Regions from separate parts of the Sus scrofa genome. Here region 1 is linked to region 2. The links are chromatin contacts, called in public Hi-C maps. All regions are on one chromosome and are shown on one strand. Each heading gives the region's core, a stretch centred on a gene start, on an enhancer-like site or on the middle of the called end of the contact. The rest is flanking DNA. Distances are from core to core; before and after follow the strand shown.

Region 1 (6,853 bases), core at 1,029-3,528, 51 kb before region 2:
ACCCCTAACCTGGGAACCTCCATATGCCGCGAGTGGGGCCCTAGAAAAGGCAAAAGGACCAAAAAAAAAAAAAAAGAAAAAAAAGGAGAGGAGGAGTTCCCATTGTGGTGTAACGGAAACAAATCTGACTAGTAACCATGAGGTCTCTGGTTCAATCCCTGGCCTTGCTCAGTGGGTTAAACATCTGGCATTGCCATGAGCTGTGGTGTAGGTCGCAGACACGGCTGGCATCCCGTGTTGCTGTGGCTGTGATGTAGGCAGGCAGCTGCAGCTCTGATTAGACCCCTAGCCTGGGAACCTCCGTATGCCACGGGTGCAGCCCTCAAAAAAAAAAAAAAAAAAAAAAAAAAAGCAAAAACAGAGAGGAGCTGGGGAGAGGGCTTATTTCACAGGCAGCATTACAAAGAACAGAGGAAATTCCCTCACACTGCATAAGAAACCACAGAAACACATGCACCCAAACATGCAGACAAAAAAAGAAAAGAAAAAAAAAAGCTCACCTTAAATTAGAAACAGCCCTTCCCAGACGCATAACCAAATACAAACACTAACCAAAATTGCTCTCTCTGGTTCATGCAAATGCAGATACACATGTACCCAAAAAAAACCCCACGAAAATAAAGAGGACAAAACACACACACACAGGCTGCAGCTGCTGTACTTTGTTTATTGTCACTGTCACCCTTGGGAAGCTCCAGCCTCTTTAGCATCTTTCTTTTTTTTTTGTTTGGGGTGACCCTGCTTTTCTCTACCCCCTGCCTCTTGCTCCCCAACCTGCCCTTTTTCTCAGGCTGGGGCGGCTTCCCTGGCAGCCCCTCGAGCCTCAGTCACGTGGGGTAAGTCCTGGGGGTGGAGGGGCAGGGCGGCCAGCAGGCCTGGATCCCGCCCCCAGGCACTGATTCCTCCGCAGTCCTGTCTCCATTGCTGTGGGGTGTCTGTGCTCTGGCCTCACCTGGCAGAAGGAAAGCAGATGGTGAAAGCACAAAGGCCCGGGTTCTAATTCTGGCTCTCCTGCTCACTCACCCGTGACTCCAGAGAAAGATCTTACACTCTCTGGGCCTCGGTTTCCCTCTCTCTAAACCAAATTTTGCTCCAGTTGGAAAGGATCTGTTTCCCTCTTTGCTCTGGCCACTAGGGAACTCAGAGTCCAACATATGTCTCATTTTATTCTATGTTGGGACAGCAATTGTTTGATCCCTCCTCCCTGCCCACCCACGCACGTTCAGGCCTGTCCTTTCCTAGCAGAGGGACCTCTACTGGTACTCAGGGAGCCCCTGATTCCTTACCTCGAGTTCTGTTTCAGGTCCGTGCTGCTCGCTTTTTCCGCTCCGTGTTCTGGATCTTGGTCACCAGCTTCCTCTCGTGGCCACCAGGGCTGGGGCGGTTGGTGTTGGCAGCAGCCTCTCTCTTGGTGCGACCTTTCCGGGCTCTCCCTCCTGGGAATCAAGACAGGGGTCCGCGGTGAGGTGGGCAGAGGCGTGATGCCTCAAGGGACGGGCTGGGGGTCCAGCGGGCGGGGGTGGAAGAGCTCGGGTTAAAGTCAGGAGGCTGGGGGGTCATGACCACGTAGCTTTAGGGATGTCCTTGTCCCTGTTTCCCCATCTGTGGAAATAGGGTACCGCCCCCCAATCTGTCATTGCTCCAAACACTCTAGCAGAGTATGAGGTCCCAGGGCCAAGTAGGACGGGGATGCTCAGTGGATGCGGGGTTAGAAGGGGGCAACTTGAAAGATCAAGGGAACAGGCCGGAGAAGGGTGATGGGTGGGCAGGAGCCCAAGGAAGGATTCTAGTGTGGGGAGATGGGGTGTCGGACTGTGTTGGAAATAGAAGGACTGGGAAGGTGGCAGGGCCGGGACTTACCCAGGTAAGAATGAGCCAGGCTATAGAGGTCGTACTCATCCAGGTTGGGGTCTTCATCTTCTGGGCATAGGAGCTGCCTGGGGGGGCTGGCTGCTCGCGGGAAGGTGGTCATAATGTCTCTGTCTCTGTCTCTCTCTTCCTCGCCCATCTTCTAAGGCTGTGTTTGCATCTGCTTTCCTGACACCTCCTAGTTCACGGCCCCGATTTATAAGGCCACGTCTCCTCCTCAGCCCCTAGTCTGGCTCCAGCCCCTCAGGCTCTGTCTGATGCAATCTGGCCTTTTCCCAGAACCCAGCCAAGTAAACACCAGTCACGAGAGGGGAAAGGAGTCATCCCCTCCCCCGTGAGCCCCAGCCCCCCTGCCTCCTCCCTCTCACCGGGGCTCGCCCAGCTGGGTATTTTTCCACAGAGAAGAGCCTCAGGGCTGGGGGCTGGGGAGGAGGGAGGAGGCGGAGTCTGGCATAAACAGCCCTTGGGATCTAAACCAGCAGGGAACTCAGCGCCTCACCTGGTTGACTCCTCCCTGGCCATCGCCTGCCCTCTGCCACATGCCCTTCCTGGGCTGGGGGGTCACGGCCACACAGCTGACCTCCACCCCCATCCGCTTCTGGCTCAGATTCAGGACTGGCGGCAGAACATGGAGTGAAGAATGACCTGGGAGAGGACACAACACACGCTGTGCTCTGTCATGCGTTCTGACCCTGATCTCAACCAACGCCCACTTTTTCTTGTATTTATGTAGTTTCTTTTATAATTTTTTTTTTAGGGCTGCACCCGTGGCATATGGAAGTTCCCAGACTAGAGGTCGAATCAGAGCTGCAGCTGGCAGCCTATGCCTCTGCCACAGCAACACCAGATCTGAGCCGCCTCTGTGACCTACACCACAGCTTACGGCAACGCCAGATCCTTAACCCACTGAGCGAGGCCAGGGATCGAACCCAGGTCCTCATGGATACTAGTTGGGCTTGTTACCACTGAACCACAATGGGAACTCCCCTTTTACTTTTAAATAAGAAACACCTTGGAAAGCCCCCTTAACATCCTGAACTGGGGGTCAGTAGATGATCTCCCCCTCCTGAGATGGGGGCTAGCAGAGTGGTTAAGAATGCAGATTCTGGAGCCAAATGACCTGGATTCAAATCCTTGATCCACTACTTCCTGTGCGACCCTGGACAAGTCACTTTACGTCTCTGGGCCTCAGTTTCCTCCTCTGTAAAAGGAGGATGATAGTTGTATCCAGGTTATAGAGTTGGGGTGACGTTCAAGATAATCCACAGCAAGGCACTTGGAACACTGCCTGCTACAGGGTTAGCTGCGTGGCATCTGTTGATCACACAGTTTCCAAACAGCTCAATATAATGCTCTCCTGGAGTTCCCGTTGTGGCTCATGGGTTATCGAACCCGACTAGCATCTGTGAGGATGTGGGTTCCATCCCTGGCCTCGCTCAGTGGGTTGAGGATCTGGCATTGCTGTGAGCTGTGGTGTAGGTCGCAGACATGGCTCGGATCCCGCATGGCTGTGGCTGTGGGGTAGGCTGGCAGATGTAGCTCCTATTGGACCCCCAACCTGGGAACCTCCATGTGCTGTGGGTACAGCCCTAAAACGCAAAAAAAAAAAAAAGTCAATTAAAAAATAACATAAAATCATCCATATTTCAAATCATGACTCTACTGAGGTAGAAGGCATTATGAAGTAAACAGATGTTCGTGCTCATTTACTGTGAATGAAAGGAAGGGGTTTAGATCAGTAACACCTGAAAGTGGAATTTTCCACTCTTGGCTGAAGGCTCTGACGGCGTGGGTCACATTGACCTAGAGAGTCCACACCCTGGCTTGTCCACTCCTGCTTTAGCTGAGGCTAGAGCACCAGCTCCCAGCTCTCCGGCATAGCCATCAGGAACAGAAAAGGAGGCAGCTTTTTACTTTTTTCTTTTCTTTTTTTTAAACTCTGTGGTTTCCAGCGCGAGAGGACTTTCTTCTCAGCCCAGGGCAGGTGTTAATCCTCTGCTCCTCCCTTGCCCCCCTCTCCCCTCTCCCTCTTGAGAGCCCAAGGAGACACCGCTCCATGTCAGCATTAGTTACCTAAACCCATTCTTCCCGCAAACCCTTTAATAACCCGGTCTTGTCCTCTGTTGTATCAGCAGGGGCACTTCTGCTTGCTTTGCTCCCGGGCCTGAGCCAGCATTAAATTTAGCTTTTGTTTTCCAGATGTGGGTGATCTGTGAGTCCTTTAACACCCAGGAAATGAAAGTGAAGACAAGAAGACACTTGAATAAAGACAGAGTGGGGACAATGATGACAGACCAGCGGATAGGAGAAAGAGGAGAAAACGGTAACTTAAAAAAATGATGACACCAAGGCAAATGAAGGTGGAGGAAATGAGAAAATACCGGGTTCTTGCAAAGTGATGGGCGTTATCCCTAAGTATAGGAGCAAAAGAATCCAATCATGACATGGTAAATAAGTTTTTTGGGGGGTTTGTTTTTGTTTTTGTTTTTTTGTCTTTTTGCCTTTTCTAGGGCTGCACCCTCAGCATATGGAGGTTCCCAGGCTAGGGGTCCAATCGGAGCTGTAGCCGCCAGCCTACACCACAACCACAGCAGCATGGGATCTGAGCTGCATCTGTGACCTACACCACAGCTCACGGCAACGCCGGATCCTTCACCCACTGAGCAAGGCCAGGGATCGAACCCGCAACCTCATGGTTCCTAGTCGGATTCGTTAACCACTGAGCCACGACGGGAACTCCTGTTTTTGCTTTTTAGCTTCCTGAACATTTAGCAGGACAGTCAGACACCTGCGGGATGTCGGGGCAATCCTGCAGAATGAGGGACTGTCCGGCTCCAACGGGCGCAGTCTCTGCGACTGCGAACACACCCACAAATTCCCAAGCTACCTCTAGGGGGCAGTCTTTCACTCACTCACCCCTGTGAGCTGCATTCCTGCTTACCAGATGCAAGATCTTTTTTCTTTTTTCTTTTTTTATTTGGGGGGGGGGTCGCTTTAAGGCCTCACCTGTATCATATGGAAGGTCCCAGGCTAGGGGTCGAATCAGAGCTGCAGCTGCTGGCCTACACCACAGCCACAGCAATGCGGGATCCTTAACCCACTGAGCGAGGCCAGGGATCGAACCTGCATACTCATGGATACTAGATGGGTTCATTACTGCTGCGCCACAACGAGAACTCCACCAGCTACAAGATCTTGAGCCCACGTCTGAGCTTCAGTCTGCTCATCTGTAAAGGGAGAATGGCGACAGCACCTGTGGTATAAAAGGGCTTCCTCCAGAGCCACCCAGGGCGCACTGCTGCTTTCCTTTTCCTTCTTCTCCTCCTCCGCCTCCTTCTTCTTATTTTGGCGGAGCCGGAGGCATGTGGAAGTTCCTGGGCCAAGGATCAAACCCAAACCACAGCAGTGGATAACTGCCAGATCCTTGACACGCTGCGTCACCAGGGAACACCTCCCCCATTCTTCAAAGAAGGAAAACAGAGGCTCAGAGAGTGACTCAATCAAGGTCACAAGGCTGGTGAGTGGCCAAGGATTCCTCCCACGGTCTACCTGATCTAGTTTCAGGGCTCATTCGAAGCAATACAGCTGACCAAACACTGGCAAAGATTTCACAGCTGTGTGTATGGAGGCATCTGTTGGGGATTCATCCTTCCTGCCTTCCTTCCAAACAGCGTCTGCTTGGACCCGGTCAGGACCGAGGATGCACAGAACTACATGTACACCTGCAGCATATGGAAGTTCCCAGGCTCTGGGTTGAATTGGAACTGCACCTGCCGGCCTACACCACAGCCACAGCAAGGAGGGATGCAAGCCACATCTGCAACCTACAGCACAGCTCACAGCAATGCTGGGTCCCGGACCCACTGAGCGAGGCCAGGGATCGAACCTGCATCCTCATGGATACTAGATGGATTCATTTCCACTGCACCACAACAGGAACTCCCTGTGGTGAGAATTAAAGGGCCAATTCTTACAAATGCTTAGCATAGTACCCAGAATGTATTAAGTGTTTAACACATGTTATCATTATTGATGAGGGCAGGCATCACGTCTCTGTTATCACTTGTTATGCCTGAAGCCTGGCACACAGTTAGCCCCCAATAAATGACTAGTTGAATACATAGCACTGCGTTGAGATCGATCCTGCTTTTTCAGCTTCCAGATGCTCTGTTATGAGGGAACTGAGAGGCCCAGTCCTAGTCCTACAAAGAGCTATAAAGACACATGACTGTCCTCCATGGAGCCGGGAAACGAGGTCTCCTTGACCTTGACCGTACTTGTTTCTTGTGCCGGAAGAATGAAGCCCGGATCCTGGGGGCAGGGGTAGGCAGAGGGAGGGGCCAAGAGAGAATGGACTTTTGGGAACCCATCAGCTGGACCTGCAGGGTCCAAAAGATGACTCAACAGGGAAAGTCAAAAGGTGTGTTTTCCATCCTGTAGCCTCCAGGTGTGATTGGCCCATTAACCACCTGCCAGTCACAAGGAAGTTTATTTTCTTTCTGCTGTGACTATATCTTCATGACATTCAAGGAGATTGCCAGGCATGCCTGTTACAGTCCGGCATGATCAGCCTGGAGTAAACAGTGTGCGGGAGCTCTCAGGAGGGCACCTAACCCAGCAGGGGATGGGGGTGTCGGGGTGGTGGTGGAGAAGGTTGGGGAGAGGATCAGGGCAGACTTCCTGGAGGCAGTGACGCTTGACTGTAATAAAGACAGGAGTTAAACCATTCAAGTCCAGAAAGCCTGGATAGCATGAGGGAGGTTCAAAGGATCAGGAGCTTCCCTCCAAGAGAATCAAGGTGACCCAGGTGACATCACTGTATATCAAGTGGGCTCAAGAAGCTTCAATGATGTGAAACAAGAGACATCTATATGACTTTATAGCCCCAGTCCAGAGAACCCCTCAAACTTGGCTGCTGTGCTTGGAATTATTCTTGGCTATGTGATAATCACCTTGAGTATACACGGATGCAATATTGATAAGA
Region 2 (7,787 bases), core at 930-3,429:
GTGTCATGGCAGGACCCAGAAGCAGGGCTGCTCACCTCCTTCATGTCTCGTAGAAGAGATAGAGGACAGGGTGGGTGTGACGCAGCTCCCACCACTCCTGCACGTGCTGGTACCAGGACCCGTAGGACACTGGGGAAAAGCCAGGGGACGTGGACACAGGGGTGGGCATTTGTTTCAGCTGGTGCCTTCCCCCCCCCCGGCTCCGCCCCCACCCCTTCCTCCAAAGTCAGCCCCACCTTCTCCGGCCATGAAGTCTTCCAGGAAGCTGTCCCACGTGCCAGGGTTAGGGTGCACTTTGGCCATACGGTAGAAGTGGTAATAGGAGACGGCCACGTCCTTTGCGTTGCGGGCGACGTAGACCACCTGGAGGGGCAGAGGACCCCCGCCCCCGGCACTGTAACCACGCGGCGTGCCAGGCGTCCCACCCTTCACAGCATCCCTCCAAGGGAGAAGGGGGCCTAAGGCAGTCTTACTGTCGACCTGCAGTGTGGGCGCCACTGAGCTGGGACTGGAACCCTGCTCTGATGCTGCAGTCTGGAACCGTGGTTTTTTTTTTTTTTTTTTTTTTTTTTTTTTGTCTTTTGTGTTGTTCCTATTTCTTGGGCCGCTCCCGCGGCATATGGAGGTTCCCAGGCTAGGGGTCGAATCGGAGCTGTAGCCACCGGCCTATGCCAGAGCCACAGCAACGCCGGATCCGAGCCGCGTCTGCAACCTACACCACATGGCTCACGGCAACGCCGGATCATTAACCCACTGAGCAAGGGCAGGGACCAAACCCGCAACCTCATGGTTCCTAGTCGGATTCGTTAACCACTGCGCCACGACGGGAACTCCTGGAACCGTGTTTTATACTAATCTAATCCCCTCAGTGCTGCTCTGCCCAGGTTTGGAACAAGGCTGGCGGGATTCTCCCAGCCCCTCCTCCACAGGCCCCTGAGCACCCAGACTCTGCGCACAGGAGTCTCAACTTCGTGGGTCATCTGACCACCCCCACCCCAACCAAAGCATCAGGCCGGTGCCCCCAGTTAACATGAGACCAGGCTGGAGGAAGTGAGGAGATCTTTCCAGAAGGCAGGGCCACAGCTGGGATGACCCCAGCAGCCTCCTTCCTCTGCCATTCACCTTGACCTTCTGGTCCAGCAGAGTCTGGGGTAGCAGGGTCAGGGGCAAGTGTGTCTTGAGGAGCCGTGGGGCTGGTGTATCTTTCAGCAGCTCAAAACCTAGGCCACAGGTAGGAAGAAGTCTGCTGAGCTGGAGCCCCACCCTGTCCTGCCTCCCTCCACTGTGCTTGCCCCCAGCTACATACCTGTGGGACACCTGGGGATTTTGAACTCAAGGAAGGGCACCCGCACAAAGATGGGGGCTCTCTGACACTTCTGCAGGTCACCACCCTGGTAGATTAGGTCCAGGATCTCGCTCACCCAGGTGGTACCTGGAGAGGGAGGGAAATGGGAGGTGAGCAGGACTGAGGTGGGGTTTGCAGTCCAGGAGAAGGGGGGGGTGCCCTCATCACCTACCAGATTTGGGATAGGTGCTGATCAGCACGTCATCGGGCCAAGCTTGGAAACTCTCCAGTGGCCCCAGTGCCTCTGCAAAGTACTTGATGAGAGGGACCCCCTTCACGTACTCCAGTGGCGGGCGGTAGGTGTCCTGGACCGGCTCCATGCTGCGAGCTCGCTCTCCTCCCCTGTACAACATCCCAACAGTGCCTTTTACTGAATGCTCGCTTCAGGGTGAGGAAAGTGAGCCCGAGGGAGCCCAACCAAGCCTTGCGCGCACTCACGGAGCTAGGGAGTGGTATGGTGGGATTCAAAGCCAGGTTCAGTGCTCAGGCAGTGGCTCAAGACTGGCTGCATTTTTATTTACCTGCAGGGCTTTTAAAATCCCAAATCAACTAAATCATTCTGTGGGGATAGGCCCACATACCAGTTTTGTGGCAGCTCTCCGGGGGTGCTCCAGTGTGCACTTGAAAAAAATCACTACTCCAGGGCCTGCCTGTCTCAGCCCCCAGCTTTCTCTGACCAAGCTTTTTCTGACCTGCTTTGGCTCCAGGCCTCCTTGCTGTCCCCTCCTTGAACTCCCTGGGCCCCTGGGAATTTTGGGTAGAAAATTCCCAAAGGCCAGCTGGGGCTTTGACCCTGCTTGCCCAGCCTCCCACCCCAGCTTGGAGAGAAACAGCCAGTTGAGTAACAGCTTGTTTAGGGGGCCACAGTCAATGAGCCAAACTGGTGACTCAGCGGAGGAAGAGGGGAGGGGGATTCAGGCCGGGCTGGAGTCATCAGATGGAGCAGGCAATCCACCATCCACAGGGAAAGAGCCGGAGCAGACAGGATGGAAGCCAGAGGGGAGCCCACAGCGCCAGGTGAGGGAGACCCAGCCCAGCCCACCCCCGAGCTAGCTCTCACCTGCCCTCTCTGGATCCTGGCCTTGTGACACCTCTGTGTCCTGTGGCTTAGAGTGGGGTATGGTGTGGTCACTGCACAACTGATCTCTGAGCCGAAGCTTTTATGGGTCCAAAGTGGGAGGGCTCTGGAGCCACAATGGGATGTGGCTGTCATCCAGGAAGGAAAGGGTGGAGTTTGGGGGGGGCGGGGCCCCTCTGCTACTCTCCTCAGCCCCAGCAGGAACCAAGTTTAGCCGGGCCTGAAAACCCAAGATGTGTGTTTACTATGTAGAAAATAGAAGACCAAAACAAGACAGCGGGCACAGTAGTTTTGTGTTTTGGTGTTTTGACCAGCCCTCTAAACTCCAGGCCCGCAAGGGGAGTGTCAAGACAGCTTGCTTTTTTTTTTTTCTTTTTGCTTTTTAGGGCCGCATCCACCCTATGGAGGTTCCCAGGCTAGGGGTCCAATCAGAGCTGTAGCTGCCAGCCTACGTCACAGCCCCAGTCTCAGCAACATGGGATCCAAACTGCATCTGTGACCTACACTACAGCTCACAGCAATGCTGGATCCTTAACCCACTTAGTGAGGCCAGGGATGGAACCCGCAACCTCATGGTTCCTAATCGGTTTTGTTTCTGCTGCGCCAAGACAGGAACTCCAAAAGACACCTTTTTCTAACGGACCCCGTCTAGAAAGGGCAGAGGATTGGAGGGGAAAGGTAAGATGCTCAGCCTCTTGTTGGCTCCAGGCCAGCCTTGAAGATGCCAAGGGTTCAGGCCAAAGGCAGCCCAAGAATATCTGGCTCTGACCACAGGCCGGTCCAAAGGGATGTGCATAGGCAGGGTGATGGGCCGGGGGCAGAGCCCAGCAGGGGAGGCTCTTTTTGAGGCAGCATAGGATAGAAAAGAGCCAGAAGGGAGTTCCTGTCGTGGCTCAGTGGTTAATGAACCCGACAAGGAACCATGAGGTTTCGGGTTTGATCCCTGGCCACGCTCAGTGGGTTAAGGATCTGGTGTTGCCGTGAGCTTTGGTGTAGTTCGCAGACGCAGTGTGGATCCCGAGATGCTGTGGCTGTGGTGTAGGCCAGCAGCTGTAGCTCCAATTCGACCCCTAGCCTGGGAACTTCCATATGCTGCAGGTGCACCCTTAAAAAAAAAAAAAAAAAAAAGAGCCAGAAGGCCGAAGTTGAATAACCCTAGGAGTTTCAAGGAGCTGGATCCCGCATTGCTGTGGCTCTGGCATAGGCTGGTGGCTGTGGCTCCAATTAGACCCCTAGCCTGGGAACCTCCATATGCTGCAGGTGCGGCCCTAAAAAAGACTAAAAAAAAAAAAGAAAAGGAACTGGGCTTAGAGAGCCACAGGACACTCCCCCCCTAAGAAAGGAGAGTGCTCCCTCAACTCCTCCTCAACTTTGCTATTTTGATTTATTTATTTAGGCCATGCCTGCGGCATGCAGAAGTTCTCAGGCCAGGGATCGAACCCACGCCATAGCAGGGACCTGAGCCATAGCAGTGACAACACTGGATCTTTAAAGCCACTGAGAATTCCACTGTCTCAATATTTGGATTAAAGTCAAGAGTCAAGCTGGGCACTGGGGCAGGGTGGGTTCTGTGTCAAGGGTGTGAGTCTCCCAAGCCCTCAAAGAACTGTGTGGCCTCAGAGGCAGGCTGGGGAGAGCTGGGAGGCTAGTCCATGCTGGGGCCAATCCCACCCCCCCCCAATTCTCCTCAGGCCCTAGTGACTAACAGGGCCTCTGCCTCCTACCCCACCTGCCCCCCAGGAAGCACAAGAAGGTACTCTTAACTCAGACTTTTTATTGTACTCTAGTAAAAACTTCCCAGAGCCACGGTGGGGGGGGAAATGGGTAAAGGGTGGGCGGAAGTTGGGGACGCTGAGGATCAGGTCTCCAGCATGTCAGTCCAGTGTTCCTGGGGAGACAAGAGGGTTGGTCAAAGACAGACTAGGAGACGGGGTGTGGGGTAGGGAGGCTGGGGCCCAAGCCACCTCTCACCTCTTCTAATTCCAAGTCCTCTTCCTCCTCGGTGCCCATCTGGCTCAGCCAGACCAGGTCTCCCCACAGCACTGAGTTCTTACAGCTACCAAGAGGTGTGGTTGGTATGAGACAGTCAGGATCACAAGCCTCCTCCAGGCCAGGACCTGGGTGCCAAGATGAGGACTCGGCTGCCCCAGGCCTGGACTTGGACCACTGGGCACCGTCTTCCCAGAGCTACACCAGGCTGGCGGAGGGGTGCTGGACTCACCCAGGGCATTGGCCCTCCAGCGGCAGAAGCTGCCCTGGCTCCTCCTGCAGGAACTCTTCTGCCAGGCAGATCACATGCGCCCTGAGGGAGCAGCCAGGGTGGGGGCAACACAGGGGACCCTCTTCATCCTGTCAGAGGTGGCAAGCAGGTAAGAGAGAAAACAGGGAGTAGGTATGTAGCCAACGGTCACTCAGAGTTTCTAGACACTTCCATAAAACAATCCTAGGAGGCCAATGATACTATTATTTGTATTTTATAGATAAGGAGACAGGCACGGAGAGGTTAAAATACTTGCCCACGAGGACTGAGCTGGCCAATTTTTTCTGGGTGTTAGCAGTGATTATGGCCAGGGCAGCCAGAACTAGAACTGTTAGGTCTCAAAAACAAGAGAGGAAAGGAGTTCCCATCCTGGCTCAGTGGAAACCAATCTGACTAGCACCCATGAGGATGCAGGTTGATCCTTGGCCTCCCTCAGTGGGTTAAGGATCCGCGTTGCCGTGAGCTGTGGTGTAGGTCTCAAACGTGGCTCAGATCCTTTGTCGCTGTGGCTCTGGCGTAGGCCTGCGGCTACAGCTCCAATTGGACCCCTAGCCTGGGAATCTCCATATGCCACGGGTGCAGCCCTAAAGAGACCAAAAAAAAAAAAAAAAAAAAAAAAAGAAGAAGAATAAAAGGATGACAGGAAAGTACACACGAAAGAGTGGCAGTTTTAGATGGAGAGCAAGCAAGACCTCACAAAAGAGAGGTGGCACTTTATCAGCACAGAAGGTCTAGGGAAGAACCTTCCAGTCAAAGGGGAAGGGCAAAGCCCTGAGCGGGAGCAGACTGGCGTGGGAATGGCGACAAGCACAATGAACCCCATTTTTAGAGATGGGGGCAGAGTGGACAAAGTGTGTCAGTGGGCTGCTCAGGCCCTCAACAAACAGCTTGATCCTAAGCCCTGTGAACCCTACACCTCCTGACCAGGGGACCAGATGGAGCGGCTCACCTGGAGTGCGCAAGCGCACACGGTGCACAGAGCCTCCGCGGCGTGCTGCGGCTGGGACTCGGACTCCATGCTGGCCAAGGGAACTGCGCCGCACTTCCGGGCCAGGGCCCGGGGCGGCGGAGGCCCGAAGGCCAGGGGCACGTGCGGTGGCGGTGGCGGGCAGAGATCCTGGCGGAAGTCGGTGCGCAGCCAGCGCAGGGTGAGCGGGAGGCGCGCCCACGGGGGCACGCGCAGCATGTGTGCCAGCACGCGCAGGTGGAAGGCGAAGGCTGCCTCGCCGCGCAGGCGCGGACCCAAATGGGCCAAGCGGCGCGAGGCCTTCGGGTGCTGCCAGGCCCATTCGAACTGCAGGTGGGGGGTATGGAGCTTCAGGGCCGCCCAGGGAAGGCCTCAAGCCCTAGGCACCGCCCCTCAACCGCGTCCTCCCACCTTCCCATCTCCTTTCTTACCCGAAGGGCGGCCACCGCGGAGGGGAAGCCGTGTACTATGAGCACCATCTCCCTGGGGATGAGAAAGTGGGCGCAGCCTGTGAGATCCCTTCCCCATCTGGTGTCAAACTGAAAGCCCTAGTCATAATGCGCCTCCAGTCCCACGCAAAAGTGGATCACACCTGACCTCAAGCTTAGCCCACGAGGCCCTACCCCGTCTCCTCGCACCTGCTAACCTTAGGTTAACCCCCAGGCACAGGTACTTAATTGCCCTTCTCAGTTCCTCTCCCTTCCAGGCTTCCTCTGTTCCAACCCAGCCTTGTTCACCAAGCTCCCTGTCGCTGGACCAAACCTAGATCATCATTCCCCTGCCCACCCAACCCCCTCCTCTGAGACCCACAGCCAAGTTTCACAGTGCTCCTGCGCTCCATCCCCGCGATAGGCCCTCTCTAGTCCCTAGGACCCCGCACCCAGCCCCTTGGGTCAGCCTCCATGCTGGCCCCGCCCACCGTCACTGGCCTGGCCCCGCCCCTCTCGGCCGGCCTCTCCCCCGCCGGGCCACGCCTTCTCCACGAAGCCCTCCTCCTGACTTTGGCCAGCTCCCTCTTACCAAGGCCCGCGGCCACTGGTCCGCCAGGCCCCGCCTTTTTTACGGCCCGCGTTGTGCTGCTGCTCCCGACGAGCAGGGTTGACTGTGAACCCCACGTAGACGCGACCTCGGTGTCGAGGGTTCAGGCAGTAGAGCAGGTAGACGCCGAAGAAGCGCCCGGCCCTCGCCGCGACCCCCGCGGGGCCCATTGGAACTTGCTCTGGCCTGTGACCCTGGAGAGAGCAGGCTTGCCAGGGCTGCCAGATGCTTGTCTAGGAAAAAGCGCTTGGGGCGATCCCGAGTACCCTAAAGGCCACAGCAGTGCAGGCTAGTGCACCCTCTCCTAGCTGGACCTAGGGTATTCAAACCGGCGCACAGAACCCAGGCTGCTATGCAGACGGCAGGCACCAATGGGCGTCCGCTGGGGCCGATTCGGTCCTTATGCAGACTCTCATTGGCTGACAGATGTTAGGAGCAGAACCCCCCAGGATTGTTGGAAAACCGGGCTTGAGAGAGGACGGAAGTGCTGAGTTTACCGACGCCTTAGTAAGGGCGGAAGTAGAGGTCTCAGCGGAAGTGGCGCCAGTAAGGGCGGAAGCAGTGTGGCCGGGGTCCGGGCTGGGGTTCCGTCCCCGCTGGGCTGCTGCCCTCGCTGGGCTGCTGCAATGGAACTCAGCGCCGATTACCTCCGGGAGAAGCTGCAGCGGGACCTAGAGGCTGAGCACGTGGTGAGTTCAGCGGCCTAGACTTGCCCGACGAGGGCAACAGGGCTCCTGGGGGGCGACTTTGGCACCACCCGCACCATTCTGCCCCGTAGGAAGTGGAGGACACGACTCCCAATCGTTGTGCGTCCAGCTTCCGAGTGCTCGTGGTGTCGGCTAAGTTCGAAGGGAAGCCTCTGCTTCAGAGACACCGGTGAGACCCCTCGGGACACCTCACTCAAAGCAATCCCGCTTCCGGGACCACATCCCTGGCCACTCCCCAAAACCTGACTCCCTCACGCCCGCCAGTGTGGCCCAGAATCGCAAACCACGACCCCAGGGATCCCACCTTTGTGGCCTCTACTTCAAATATTAAGATCTAAGCCCGCTGCCTCTCTAGTTTCCAGGTGCTGAGGGCACCTCCACTCTCCCGGCTC

The links. Hi-C and Micro-C count contacts between places; a contact is called where the count stands out from the background.
Region 1: a Hi-C map of skeletal muscle shows a contact between it and region 2, with 2.8 times the contacts expected there. The contact joins the promoter of NUPR1 here to the promoter of BOLA2B in region 2. A contact is called at or near these places in 1 of 5 promoter capture datasets (liver) and 11 of 47 Hi-C or Micro-C datasets (alveolar macrophages, embryonic fibroblasts, heart right ventricle and 4 more).

Annotation. Positions count from the first base shown.
Region 1 is chr3:18,398,206-18,405,058 of Sscrofa11.1, reverse strand. NUPR1 (nuclear protein 1) reads right to left here and starts at 2,278. Exons shown (of 3, transcript XM_021088038.1): 1 at 1,861-2,278; 2 at 1,287-1,436; 3 at 648-952. The coding sequence starts at 2,008. The coding sequence ends at 1,300. LOC110260087 (a long non-coding RNA gene) reads left to right here. Exons shown (of 3, transcript XR_002342911.1): 3 at 4,069-6,853.
Region 2 is chr3:18,345,900-18,353,686 of Sscrofa11.1, reverse strand. BOLA2B (bolA-like protein 2) reads left to right here and starts at 2,179. Exons shown (of 6, transcript XM_021088036.1): 1 at 2,179-2,362; 2 at 3,032-3,101; 3 at 7,115-7,244; 4 at 7,247-7,377; 5 at 7,467-7,564. The coding sequence starts at 2,283. It overlaps SULT1A3 (sulfotransferase family 1A member 3), which reads right to left and starts at 2,482. Exons shown (of 9, transcript NM_213765.1): 1 at 2,406-2,482; 2 at 1,518-1,687; 3 at 1,307-1,432; 4 at 1,123-1,220; 5 at 237-363; 6 at 49-129; 7 at 36-46. The coding sequence starts at 1,665. SLX1A (structure-specific endonuclease subunit SLX1) reads right to left here and starts at 7,186. Exons shown (of 6, transcript XM_021088035.1): 1 at 6,671-7,186; 2 at 6,082-6,133; 3 at 5,633-5,977; 4 at 4,645-4,772; 5 at 4,395-4,479; 6 at 4,178-4,311. The coding sequence starts at 6,858. The coding sequence ends at 4,282.